2 separate regions of the Mus musculus genome follow, and region 2 is linked to region 1. The links are chromatin contacts, called in public HiCAR-type maps. All regions are on one chromosome and are shown on one strand. Each heading gives the region's core, a stretch centred on a gene start, on an enhancer-like site or on the middle of the called end of the contact. The rest is flanking DNA. Distances are from core to core; before and after follow the strand shown. Region 1 holds the start of Ncoa7 (nuclear receptor coactivator 7). Region 2 holds the start of Nkain2 (Na+/K+ transporting ATPase interacting 2).

Region 1 (6,471 bases), core at 2,786-5,285:
TTCCACAGTCTGCTATGTGAATCATTTCCAGTGCATGTAATGGTGGAGATGTCAAGCAGTCAAGAATGCTGAACAAGGAAACCAAAACTGCACAGCTTGGAAAGCTCTAGCTAGGCTTCTCCTGGTCTAAATAAGAGAAAGACAGGCAGATGGCAAGACCTTTGTTCAACTGAACCTCTACAAACCGGTTTTGTTTTGTTTTGTTTTGTTTTGTTTTGTTTTTATCAGTTAATCATATCAAGTTTATTGACAATCCATAGTCCTTTGTGTATGGAGAAACAAATGCATTTAGTGTACCCAGTGAGGAAGACAATCTTTTTCTTCAACCGTGCATTCCCTATATTCTAAATGGAAGATTATCCAAATTTACTTCCTTGTGTTTTTCCCATAATACTAATAATCTTGATTCTAGAGTATGTGTGAATTGAGAGGATTCTGTTTAATTTAAAAAAGAATATTAGGTGCTGAGAGTTAGAAAACACACATTTAACAAAGGACAGACAGATTCCTAAAATGACAGATACCAGGAGGAAGATACAGAAAGACTAGATGCAGAACAGAAGCTTAGAATTGCATTGTTGTGGTGCATGTGGAGGCAGTGTTGCAGCTGGCTCTTGAGGCAAGCCTCAACATATGAGTCACCACACCCTAAAGATGCTACACTTCCATTCAGGACACTGGAGATTTTTAAAAATAAATAAATAAATTAGAAGCTGCATCCTTCTATAACAACAACAGCAACAACAAAAGCTCTCATTTGGTTGACTAATTTCAGAGCACACAGTCAAAGCACATCGTGAAAGTTCTCAAGTTCTAGGTATTAAACAAACAAGTAACTGTCCAGAAGTTAAAAGTAAGATGTCTGTAGGAGTCAGGGGTTGGGGTGGGGAATGATAGCTCAGCTGTCAAGAACTCTGGCAAAGAACCTGGGCTTAATCCCAAACCTCTACATAGTGGCTCACCACAGTTTAGAACTCTGGTCCCAGGAGATACGCCCTCTTCTGCCCTTTATATACACTGCATGCACATGGTGCACAGACTCATCTGCAGGCAAGACACCCACACACATATAAAAACATCATTTTAAAAGAAGTAAAAGGCATATCAGAACTACAGGCTCTCTTAGAAAATAGCAGGTTTTCCAGAACAAACAACACAAATGAATTACTCAATACCCTTGATTATAAGAAAGATTCTAAAATTGCCCCTATCTTTATTGGGCATGGCAGCCTGCTTTATTTTCATACATTATTCATACAAATTGGTTTAATCACACCTTCTCTTCCCACAATATCCTCTGGTCTTCCTACCTTTTATCTAAAAGTTTTTCTTCACCTATCTGAAACAATCCAACTAGATTAGAGAAGAAATAGTACTCTATATGATTTACCACTGTGTGAAAATAGGATTGTGGGTAATATTCTGGATAGTAAGGAAGATGATGCATGGAAATTAGGGTGGGAGAAGGAAAGAAAATGAGTTCCCTGATACATGTGCTAAGGAGAGAAGTTAATGATGGGGGTTGGAGAGATGCTGACTGCTCTTCCAGAGGTCCTGAGTTCAATTCCCAGCAACTACATGGTGGCTTACAACCATCTGGAATAGGATCTGATGCCCTCTTCTGGCATGTTTTAAGAGCAACAGTGTACTCACATAGATAAAAAATAAACAAACCTTTTTTTTTTCTTTTTAAAGAAGTTAATGATGACTCACTACATTATGTGACAGAAAAACAAATGCCAAAGCCCAAACCCTCACAGTGTAAATGGAAGGCAAACAGAAACGGATTTTTTGTTTTTGTTTTGTTTGTCTTTTTCTCCTAAACATTTTCAAGCAGAAAAGACACAGGATCATCTAAAAACCTCAATTTATAGAGAAAATAGCTAAAATGCCATTTCTAAGGTTGAAGATGTTGCTCAAATAGGATTAGCCCAATACATCAGAAGCCTCGAGTCTAATCTTGGATCTGGCTCCTAGCATCAAAAATAAATAAATAAATAAATAAATAAATAAATAAATAAATCTCTATCTATATGATATATATATGAGTTTACTTTGGAACCACAGACGCTTTTAAATGTTTTGTTTCCCTCTTTAGCTTTAACAATATATATATATATATATTAAAAATAAACCACAGCTCAACTTTAAAACAAGTTACCTGTTACTTATTAACCAGATCACTGCTCCTTCTGAAATAACTTAATAGATTTCTTTAAACATAAATTCTGCCTTCTAAATTGTTTTTTTAAAGTAAAATTGAAATGGTATTAATTGCTATAACACTGGAAAGTGGACACGAAGGGAACCTTAACAGAGCCTTGCTGTTGACGCCGGAAATGTCAATGAAAAATAACCAAGTTAGCCTGTTTATAGAAAGAAGCAATTATTTAAAATACAGTTAATTGCACTAGCAACAACAACAACAATCTTATACTATAATTTTAAATGGTTGGGTTATATACAATGTGTATCTTGAAATACAATTTCATTCATTCAACAAATAACCAACAAACAGCTATAAGGCATTCAACATTGGGGAATTAGAGAATGGGAAGAGAAGGGGGGGGTGGTCGAGGAGTAGCAGGGGGAAGAGGACCTGGTAATGATGGTGATTCTGTCCTCTTAGTATTTATATTGATTCAGTTAGCCAAAATCTTTAATCTGAAATAGTGCTTATAAAATTGGAGCTTACAATAACAATTTTTTCAAAATTCTAAACCTTATTGCTTAACGTAAAATCCAAAACGGCAGCCTGAGAGGAAACAATTTTATTAAAAGCCCTAATGTATTACTTTTATTTCAAGAACAGGAAAAAAAGACTCAACCAGATTCTCAGAAAAGCAAGGGTCAGCTCAGAGTTGAAGGCGAGGCCGGAGACAAGACTGCCTCTGCTGGCGCATCTTTCAGAGTCTCAACTCCCGACACCTGTATCAAACTTGCAGCTCTCAAACCCATTGGCTCCAGTCAGCTTTATCCTACGAGAACACGCCAGCCTCATCCATCACCTACCTAGGTAATCTGATTTCTAGAAAGACTTTCCTTAAACTGACACCCAAAATGTTAAAGTGTTTGCACCACTGACTTTATATACCACTCGGCTAGCTGTAAATTACACAAAAATTCATAACCACCCCTAAATACCTCTAAAACAACAACCGTGGTCGTCTACATTTTAGCAAAAAGAACAGGAAGAACGCATTTGCTGATCCTGTTTTTTAAAAATGCAATGACACAATCTACTTGAGCTCGAGAAAAAGGCAACGGTCTCCTTTCAAAGAAGCTCCGCGCCAACCTATCCTTCCAAGCTCTCCCAGCCCCCAACCGAGGGTCCCCTGATTGTTAGCGAGGAGGGTCCAGTGGCCCTGCGCCCCGGCTCGGCCTCGAACGTTCCAAGCAGAGCGTTTCGGGTCCCCCGGGGGCTGCGCCCAGCGCCATTAGTACACCTCGGCAGCCCAGGAGGGAGGCTCCGGTTCTTCCTGGCCGCAGCATCAGCAGCCGGTAGCCTTCAAGGCCTGGCCCCGCCTCGGCGACCTACCTACTGGGCGGGGGCGCGGGCTCCGCGGGTCTGGGCGAAGTGGTTCGGGAGCACGCATTTCTGGGAGCCGTGGCCTCTGCCGCTGGGCGCTGGGAAGCGCATCCTCCGGGGTGGGAGGAGGGGGAGGGCCGGGGAGGGGATCGCCCGCCGAGGAGGAGCTAAGGGAGGCGTCAGGCGCTGCGGGGTGCGCTCCTGAAGGGCTCCGGAGTGCCGATCTGGCCCGAGCAGCCGCCGCCGGGGTGCTCGAGGCCTCGCCCAGGTACCTGCAGCAGCACCCACGGTCAGGGCGCCGGGCGCGAGCTGGGCGGAAGGCGGGGAGCTGCGGTGGCGCGACGCCAGCCCGGCGCCCGCCTCTAGCTCCGCCCGACCCGGGGCGCGCGCTGCACTCGTCTGCTGCGGCTGGGACCCGGGAGCTCAGCCGACCGCCTTAGCGATGCGGGCTGCAGCTGCGACATCTTGCCTGCCCCGTGCGACCTCGGAGCCGCAGGCTGGACAGCCTCGAGGTGGCTCGGGCCCCCGAACCCTGGGCCCAGCGGCTCCGCCCCGGAGAGCTGCGCGCGCGGCCTCCGCAGGCCCCGGCCATTTGTGACGCTGTGATGGTCAGGCAGTCAGTGAACCGAGTACGGTCTGCTTACCTGGCCCCTAATCTTATCCCTTTTAGCTGGCTCCTGTCTGGATCTTGGAGGGAAGTTAGCGCTTATGGGCACATGTGGAGTTAGAGCCCTTGCTGGAGCCTTAAAGTCCTTTTACTTCACCTTCCAGCTCTAGGACTAGGGGCAACCATAAATTCATCCTCTGTCATTTCCAGCATTGCCTTTGGCAAAGAGGCCCACTGTCTTCTTCTGTCCCCGGTACAACATCCTATAAGCTGCCCAATTGTAAACCTTATAGCCAAGGCAATGCGATGTAGCAACGGGCAGTTCAGCTGGCTCTTGGCTGGGGCTGGAGAGCAGCTGAGTGGGAAGGTTTTTTTGTTTTTTCTTTTTTTTTTTGTATGAGCCCAGGGCCCTGTTTCTGTGAGCTTCCAACCTGTATTGGACGCTGTTCCCTTTACAGTCCAGTGGCTATAACTGCAAGATGACTCGGAGGATCTGATCGTGAAGATCACTCTTAAATACAGGAAGAAAAAAGTGTGTGTGTGACAGGTGTGTCCTAAGCCATCAACACACACAGTACATAGAGGCTTCCCCAGGTTGCTGCTGCTTCTTGGTACTGCCAGTCTCTCTGGAGGGTGGAGCAAAGCCCTTAGCAGCCATGACTCTGAGATTTCAGCAGCAGATGATGTTACATGGTCATGCAAATATGGAATCACTTCCTGGTTTTGCACTGACCATCTGTAAATTCTGACATCGGGTTTGCATGTTTATGCTTTGAGTAGGAGACACTTCTTTCTGTGTTCTTTACACCCCTTTTGGTATCAACCTTGAGTGCAGGCTCTGCTGCAGGTACTGTTCCCACCCTTTAACTCGGTCAGCACCCTTTTGTGCCTATGAACCCAAGGTTCTGACGAGAAATAAAATAGGCCTTGATTTCTTTTCTCTTAGGCAAAAGTATAACTGAGTATGTGTTCAAAGTGGTGACTTGCTGATAGAGTGTTCCCCAAGTTTTCCAATGCAATGCCAAACAATGACACTGTCTTCATTATCTCCCCTGGAAGTACATGATGGATCACATGCTAAGGATAGTTTGTCACTAAAGTGAAAGTCTGAATAGAATGGGGAGTTGTACTCAAATGGTTGGGATTGGGGGTGCTTCTAATTTAAAGATTCTTTGGTCATTCTTTTTTGTGACTGAGTATTGACTGATTCTTCTGAGTATTGACTGATTCATCTGAGTCTTGTCTTCACACAGAAATCGGAATTAGCATCGTCTACATCCCTCTTATCCAGAATAGTACCCATCAGTCAAATGTGTTCATTCAAACTTAATGAAATACAATTGTTACGACTTCCAGTCTGTTAGTTATACATATAAGTTCTAAAAAGACAAATAAAGCTTGTGATTGCCTTTTGGACAACACAGGACCCAACATTTCCTTATTACAGGGAATTCTTCTGGAATGCTTGCCAGATTTCAATGGGTAGGAAAGATATACAGAAAGAATTGGAGGTAATTTGGGTGCAGCTAGATCAAATACTATTAGAATATATACATAAGAGCATGATAATCCTTAAGAATTCACAGATTGCCTTTGGACTACAGCTTCAGCATGTGCTGGCCTTGGATACATTTCTAACTGATGCTTTTATCTTCAAAGGTGGATGATCGCAGCACCATCTTCATAGGGTAGATACAGGGAATGAAGTAATTCATGAACAGTATGTATCATGTAGAATGTGTAATCAATAGAAGTCAGCTATTATTATAATAGCATGTGTTAGGGTGACAAAAGTTTTCTTTTCAAAACTTGTATCCCTGAACTGGACACTATAGTCCATTTCTGTAATGCCAATGTTTAGGAAGGCAGAAACAGGAGGATTGTCAGTCTCAAGCCAGCCTGTGCTACATAGCAAAATCCTATCTCTAATTAGTAAAAGTAATTGATTAAAATAAAACGATCTCCATAGCACCTCTCACTGTACTTGGCTAGTGGAAAGTGATGAACTGTTGGGGCTTGAAGCCTGTGGAAAACATGAAGAAAAGTGGTTTTTCCTCTGATAAAGGGGAGAAATTAGGGTGCAGCAGTTTAAGTGCACTAGACATGCTCTTTCTTCTGTGGCAAATAATCTTTATATAGAGACTTTTACATAAATAGAGAGGCAGGGAGCATCAATGACAATATGCAAATAGTATCATTCTTACCTGTCTGTCTAGAGATAATTCTGCCCTGAAGAATATGGCTAGTGTTTGTTTTAAAACGCAATATTGGCCATGTGTCATGGAACTAGAATTTCAAGAATATAGTTAAATATGGCTCTTAACCATTTGCTGAT
Region 2 (6,625 bases), core at 2,519-5,018, 2.1 Mb after region 1:
ACTGCTGCCAACCTGGCTGTTAGTGGCACTTGCTCCAAGTCAGTAATGTTTCATAGATCGCAGGGAAAGAACATAATTTTCAAGTGGAAATCCATTGTAAGAAAATCTAGACGATCTTTCAGTAGCTGAGGAAACATATACTTCTTGCCACACAGGACTCTGGTATATCAATATGTATGTGATCTGAAGCTCACTTACTTGGAAATAAAGTTGTGTTTTCATTATAAAATAAGTTATGTTGAGTTATTTTTCACTGAGAAATATTAGAATACTATGGAAAGTTGTGTTTGATTCAAAGAAAACCTGAGGGACAAAAGGTAGACTCTTTCACTAGCTGACTGAATGTTCTATCTTGGCCTGTAATCCTAAACCCATCACTGGAAACACGGTGATAATTTCTGTTACTATCTGAAATCTTCAGTGAAGGCAGCAACGATAACCAGGAAATCACATCCTAGCGATTATGAGCTTAACTTCTGGATTTTGCCCAAGGAGCAAATCTCTTTCCAGAAATTACATTTATTTTTTTTTTTACAAAAATCACACTGATATCTAAAGTGAGTTTAACCATACAACTCGGAAATTTCAATTTATGATACTTGTGGACACTTTCTCATTGAATAAAATTTTAGATTAAATTATCATGGTGCGGAATTTTCATTTATTTTATGACCTGATATTCAGATGTTACAATAATAAACATATATTTATGCCTTCACTCTGTCAAACACTGAGATTTTAAAAACATATTTTATATAATTAACAGCAAGGATATACACTCCTGGCTAGAAAAATGCCTCTGGAGCTTATGAACCTGTTCTTCACATGTCAAATGTCCAAAATACCACATCTGCTTTGAAAATAATGAGACAAATGAGGTCTCTGTTTCTACAGTACTTAACAATACTACATCCTTTTCTAAGATTAGCTATAAATTGATGTAATTTTTCAACTGAAACACAACACTCAATTTATAAGATTACAGATTAATGCTTTTAGAAACTTAAGTTATTTAATAAAAAGAGAATTTAATCTTAGGTATCTTTGGCTTCCAGTAGTTTTAACAAATCTCAGGTTGTGTTTATGAAAGTAAAGCAGGCATAAAAGTCTCAACACACTGAACATTTCAGAAGTCAACAAAACTGGAATCTCTCTGCCAGCCAATGATACAACAAGTCAAAACTTAGGCTGGGAATATGGTTTTTATGTAAAATAAAATTTTCCCAGACTAACCCAAAGATGTGCCAAAATTTTGTATCTATAAACATAGAGTGAAACATGTACTTCCACTCATAGGTGTTCCACAACACTTTGCAAAGAGTTACTTTATGTCAGATTGCATAAATATCTCTACAACACAGCAATGAACAAGAATCTCTTATGCCCTACAGGCTTTTACTATTTCACTCCATTAGAACAATTAATTGTCTTTCTCCTTTGTTTTTGTTCTATCTCTGCATTAACATGGCTGCTAATTATATTAGTCTGGTGGCACAAGAAGAGGGAAAGGAAAAAGACCAGGATTTTCTCATGAAGCATAGAATACTTCTCAGGACCCCTAGCTGTGCGCTTGCTTAGGCTGAACATGCCTGTCTTACAGCCAACTCTATTTTGTTGGAGAACATAGTCATTATTAAGGTTTCTTTTCCATTAAGTATTCTAGCTCCTCTACAAGAAATAGTTGCATATATGCACACACACGAGAGAGAGAGAGAGAGAGAGAGAGAGAGAGAGAGAGAGAGAGAGAGAGAGCAACAGAAGAAATCTACAGCTGTATCATGTTTGTATATTTAGCTTCCTCACTGGTATATTTATATTTTCCAATTATTTTAAGAATTTATATTCATCATACAAAATGTCATCTGATCCCAATACATACAGTTGCCCTACATACAATTGCCCTACCACATTAATAAAGCTCCTCTCACGTTAAACAATTTAGAGTTAACTTCCATGTTTCTAAACTGAGAGGAATATAAGAATGTTCTACCCACCAACCTATTCTTAGTTTTACACTTTACAACTGTGATACTGCAAATATAGACTATTCTGAAACCTATACAACACACACACATGTTTGGGAAATGCAATGCAACTTGGAATATTTGGGTTACATTGGTAGTTTTACAAAGTAAACTCTGGTTAGCTCTATTGTTAATGGCAATAGTTCTTTGCTGCAATACTTATATGAATCTGGGGTAGAGATATAGAAGCTGGTTTACATAGCATTGAGAATACATAAAGCTCCTAAAATTAGATCTCTTCTTTTCCCTTACAACCAAGTCCATAATACACAATTCACAGATTAAGGAATACACCATCCAGGACTTTCCTGGGTGGCGGTGGGATACCAGAGCTGAGATGCCTCAAACACTTTAAGTAAGTTTTTTTAAAGGAAAAAAGAAAGAGAAAAGAAAGAAATAAAAGAAGAACCCTCTGCAGGTCTTTGCAAGTGATAAACAGTGAAGAAAACTTAAGAAATTCTTTTGTCAGTTTTAATAGCAAATTCTTGTTCATTTAAACACCCTGCGATGACTGGATTTTCAATAATTGTCTTCCATTCTACAGCCCCCAACCCTTTATAAAACAAATAAGGGGAACTGTTTAGACTAATTTATACTTTCTATGGAAAGCTACTTGGTGTTGCAGAAGTGCCCCCTATTTCAAATTAACCATTTGCCACTGACATAAATTTTCACCCTATCTTCCCCTAAGCCCCTCCTCCTATTGCCTTTAGGAATTGAAATCGAGACATTATTTGCATTCTTGGCTTTTTAAAAGCAGCAATAGGATATTCTTCCAAACTTACATACAATCCCCCATCCTGTGAGATCAAACAATAGCATCAATTTCAGTGGCAATATTGTACATTATGGAAGACAAGATATTATTTCTTCTTGGAATTTTTGTAGCTCTTATGTTTTAAAGGTCCACTCTGGGGCAATGGTGTTGCAGAGTTTAAGTATCTCTCTCTGATCTACATACTTTTAGAACTCACTGTGGCTTTTTAGTTCAGAATGCTGCTAGAACACATCTGACCTAAACAAGGAGTTTTTAAGAAAATTATAAGACAATATATTCTAAGAAAATATCAAGCGACGATAAATAAATACTTCAAAACAAGTATATAAAAGCCTGAAAATCTGCTTTTCAACTTACACGCATATATAGTAAAATATATATGACAACCATCCTGTTCACATTAGCAAGAATGCCAAGCATAAAAGGAGAGCAACATCTCCACTCCCTTAAAGAAATTAAAGATAACAAGTTTAACCTGCACCTGCAAAACTGTCCTTAGAGGGACAGAAACGGGGAAAGGCAGAAAGGCTCACTTCTGCTGCACCCCTAAAATCATTTTAAATACAGGTAATATGTGGCATCTTTTATCTCTTCTTTTCCCTTCCGTCCTGCTCAATGGCAGATCTCTTACTACACTCCCTGCCCACTCTCTCAATGGTACATAAGAGAATAAGAGAACCCAAGCGTCACTTACCAGTTGCATGCCACAGATAAAGATAAGCGTGCACCTGCCACTGCAATAACCCATGGTTTCCGAGACCCCTGCCACAGCCAGGCTGTCCCACGTCGGCCACCGTCGAGGCCCCAGTTTATCCAATCAGATCGTGGGGAAGGACAGGAGAACCTGCCCAGGGCTCTAGGGCTCCCAGATGCCGCTGCCAATGTCCAGGGAAGTGACAGTGTCCTGCGCGGCGGCGGCTGCCCCAGCCGCGCCCGCCACACATACCTTTACTCGTTCACTGCACTCCCAGCGCCGCGGGCAGCGCCGCCCAAGGAGACGCGCCCGGGCCCCGCAGGGGCAGCAGCGGCAGGCAGACAGCGCCGCCGAGCCCTGGGGCATCTGGCCCGCCAAGTTGCGGCCCACGCCCGACGAGCGCTCGCCCGCCCCGCACTCCCTCCCCACGCACGGGTGCGCGGGCTCCCGGGGCGGCTGAGATGCGCGCCGGGCGCCTCTGTTCTGCGCTCCGCGTGCGGGGCCCAGGGGCGGGGCGGCTGCGGGGGCCGCGCGGACGCCCTGCGGCGCCCTTCCCCTTGCCTAGATGAGCGGATCCCCTCCCAATCAACAACTTCTCAGAGGTCGTGGCGGGCAGCAGCCCTGGCCGTTGCGGGCGTGGTGTCGCGGTGCCTGGGAGCTGCGGGGGCGTTGACTGCGGGAACAACGCGAGGGATCGGGTCGGAGGAGTCCCGGTGGCATGGCTGGCTGGCTTGCTTGCTTGCTTGCGTGCTTGCTTGCTTGCTTGCTTGGCGATGCCTTGCTTTGTTGGTATCGGTCTTGCTGAGGCAACCCTGCCAGAAGCATTACACGTGCAAGCTGTGGTGTGTGTGTGTGTGTGTGTGTGTGTGTGTGTGTGTGTGTGTGTGTGTGTGTGTGAAAGTACGGTTATGAAAAGGGATGGTGAGATATCAACTGGGGTGCCGCTAAGGCATTCTTCCCCACTGGAAAACCTGCATGCACTTACAGCAAAGAGCGGAGGGAGAGAAGTGGACACGGTGGCGGCCAACCAACAGTCCTGTGCTTGGCACGAGGCAAGGACAGCAAGGGACAGAGATTCCAGAGTTTCAAAGATTAGCCTGCTACAAGGACCGAACGGAATTGCCTCTTGAAGTTGCAAAATGTAGGGAGCCAGAGGAAATGTAGGAGTTTGGTTTTGGTGCTTCAGACTGCTTTCTTAACAATGGAAGGAGCCGATGAAATTTGAGCACTTATCTACCAGACCTCATGCACCATCCGGTTGGTTATGTGTCCTTGCTTGGTCATACTCCAGGTTTGACAGCAGCAGTTACCTGCGGACACGCACTCTGGAGCCTGTTGCTGCCACCTACGGGTAAAAAGCTGAAGGGAAAAACATGCTGGAGCAAGTGATGGTCATTTAGACCTTGGTGTTCAGAAGAGGGCATTTCATTTACAGTCCCAACAGCTACTGAAAGCATTCCTAATCTGGCTACAGAGAGAGGGTGTACTGTTGAGATCCACTGGATAGTAAAGCCATTGGAATAAAGTGCTGTGAGTGAAAAGAACTGTTCATGGAGCTAAAAAATACCATCGTTAGAGATGTAAAACCGGAAAAAAAGAAAAAAAGCTAACCAACAAGGTTCGTGAGACAAGTAGGACTTAAGCCTCCTTGAAAAACGACATTTGTGTATGGTAACTTTACCCACACTGAGGACCTAGTCTCCCTTCCATCAGCATCAGCTTGAGAATCATTTAGACTGTACCGTAAAACGTAATTCTATCTGTAGTCACTATTTCTTCCTCATTCTTAATCACTGAACTATGACCTTTCAACACATGGCATTCCTCTCTTTTTGTGGGCACACTGAATTGTTTCCTAAGCAGAGGAGGCTCTTGGCTAAGAAATAAAATGATTTCCTTGAAACCCATCTTTATCGGGCAACGGAGGAGAGGTGGGGGATGATGACCTCAGCCTTTTCAACGCACATATTGGAAATGCCAAAAACAGATTAGTCCATGCCATGGGGTCTCCACCAGCATTCAGTCCTGATTCTCTACAATAGTAACCATTTCATTTCATCTCATCTCTCTGCTCCAGTCCCCATGACTTCCTGGGACAACTTTCAAATAAAGCAATTGTGATGTAATCTTGTATCTGGTATCTGCCTTAAGGGAAACCCAATCAAATAAAATATTCCTCAAGGGCTTTTATGGTAGATATTTTACTGGTATAGTAGCAACGACAAATGTAATTGATGGTAATTCAGTATTGTATGCAACTAGTATCTACTTGATGAATCTACATCACATTGTCTCATTCATTACAGGAAACCTGGGAAGTGATACAATGCCAATTCCCAAGTAAAAGAAACTAAAATATTAGGCAGGAGAAGTATCTCTATAAAAGAGATGCATGTTCTCAGACAGAACAGTCAAGTTGGAATGCTCATCTTCTGTAAATAAAAATTGGTGTCCCAAATCACTGTGCAATACACCATCATTGATATTTTAATGAGTTTCTCAGCCATCTTCTAGTTTCACCCAGAAGTGATACTAAACATGTTTAGAGGGTGTTTAAGTATTTACTTCTTTGTGAAGTAAATTCCTATCACGTCCTTTATACACAACATAGCTAATGCCGGGCTTCTGCAAAGGTGCCCTAGTTACAGATGCAATCCCATTCCTTGAGGTGGCTGTACCTTTCTTGTTGCTTTTCCTTTTGTCCCTGGAACTAAACACCTTCCTGGAAGGAACATTAATCACAGCTGAGAGTCCTAGCTGTTCCATAGAAGTGTGTAGAGAAAAGAGATGTCTGAAATTGGAAAGTCGATTGCATTTTCACTTAGAAAGAAGGTCATAAAGTGTTTAGCTATGAGGTGCTAAGGGCTTTCCTTGACTTGTCTGATGACATAACTATTGTTAATTACCTTGATTCTGTGGGGGAAATGTCTACACATCTGCATACCTCCATCTGGACTCACCTTGACAAATGGCTTTAAAGTGCTTTTCAAGGTTTATTCACACCCACTTCATTTTCTTTCAGGACAACTCACTGTCTGTCCTGAGCACACAGCATCTAAGCCAGTTAGAGGTGACTCCATACTCAGCTATGACAAAATTCTCATGCCTGGGTGTGTATCTCCTCTGAGC

What was found. HiCAR-type assays count read pairs that join an accessible place to other places.
Region 2: a HiCAR-type map of astrocytes shows a contact between it and region 1, with 8 times the contacts expected there. The contact joins the promoter of Nkain2 here to the promoter of Ncoa7 in region 1. A contact is called at or near these places in 1 of 39 promoter capture datasets (hippocampal neurons) and 1 of 115 datasets of contacts at active chromatin or transcription factors (astrocytes).

What each region holds. Positions count from the first base shown.
Region 1 is chr10:30,799,291-30,805,761 of GRCm38.p6, forward strand. It overlaps Ncoa7 (nuclear receptor coactivator 7), which reads right to left and starts at 4,036. Exons shown (of 16, transcript NM_172495.6): 1 at 3,539-4,036.
Region 2 is chr10:32,886,147-32,892,771 of GRCm38.p6, forward strand. Nkain2 (Na+/K+ transporting ATPase interacting 2) reads right to left here and starts at 3,769. Exons shown (of 7, transcript NM_001013411.2): 1 at 3,497-3,769. The coding sequence starts at 3,550.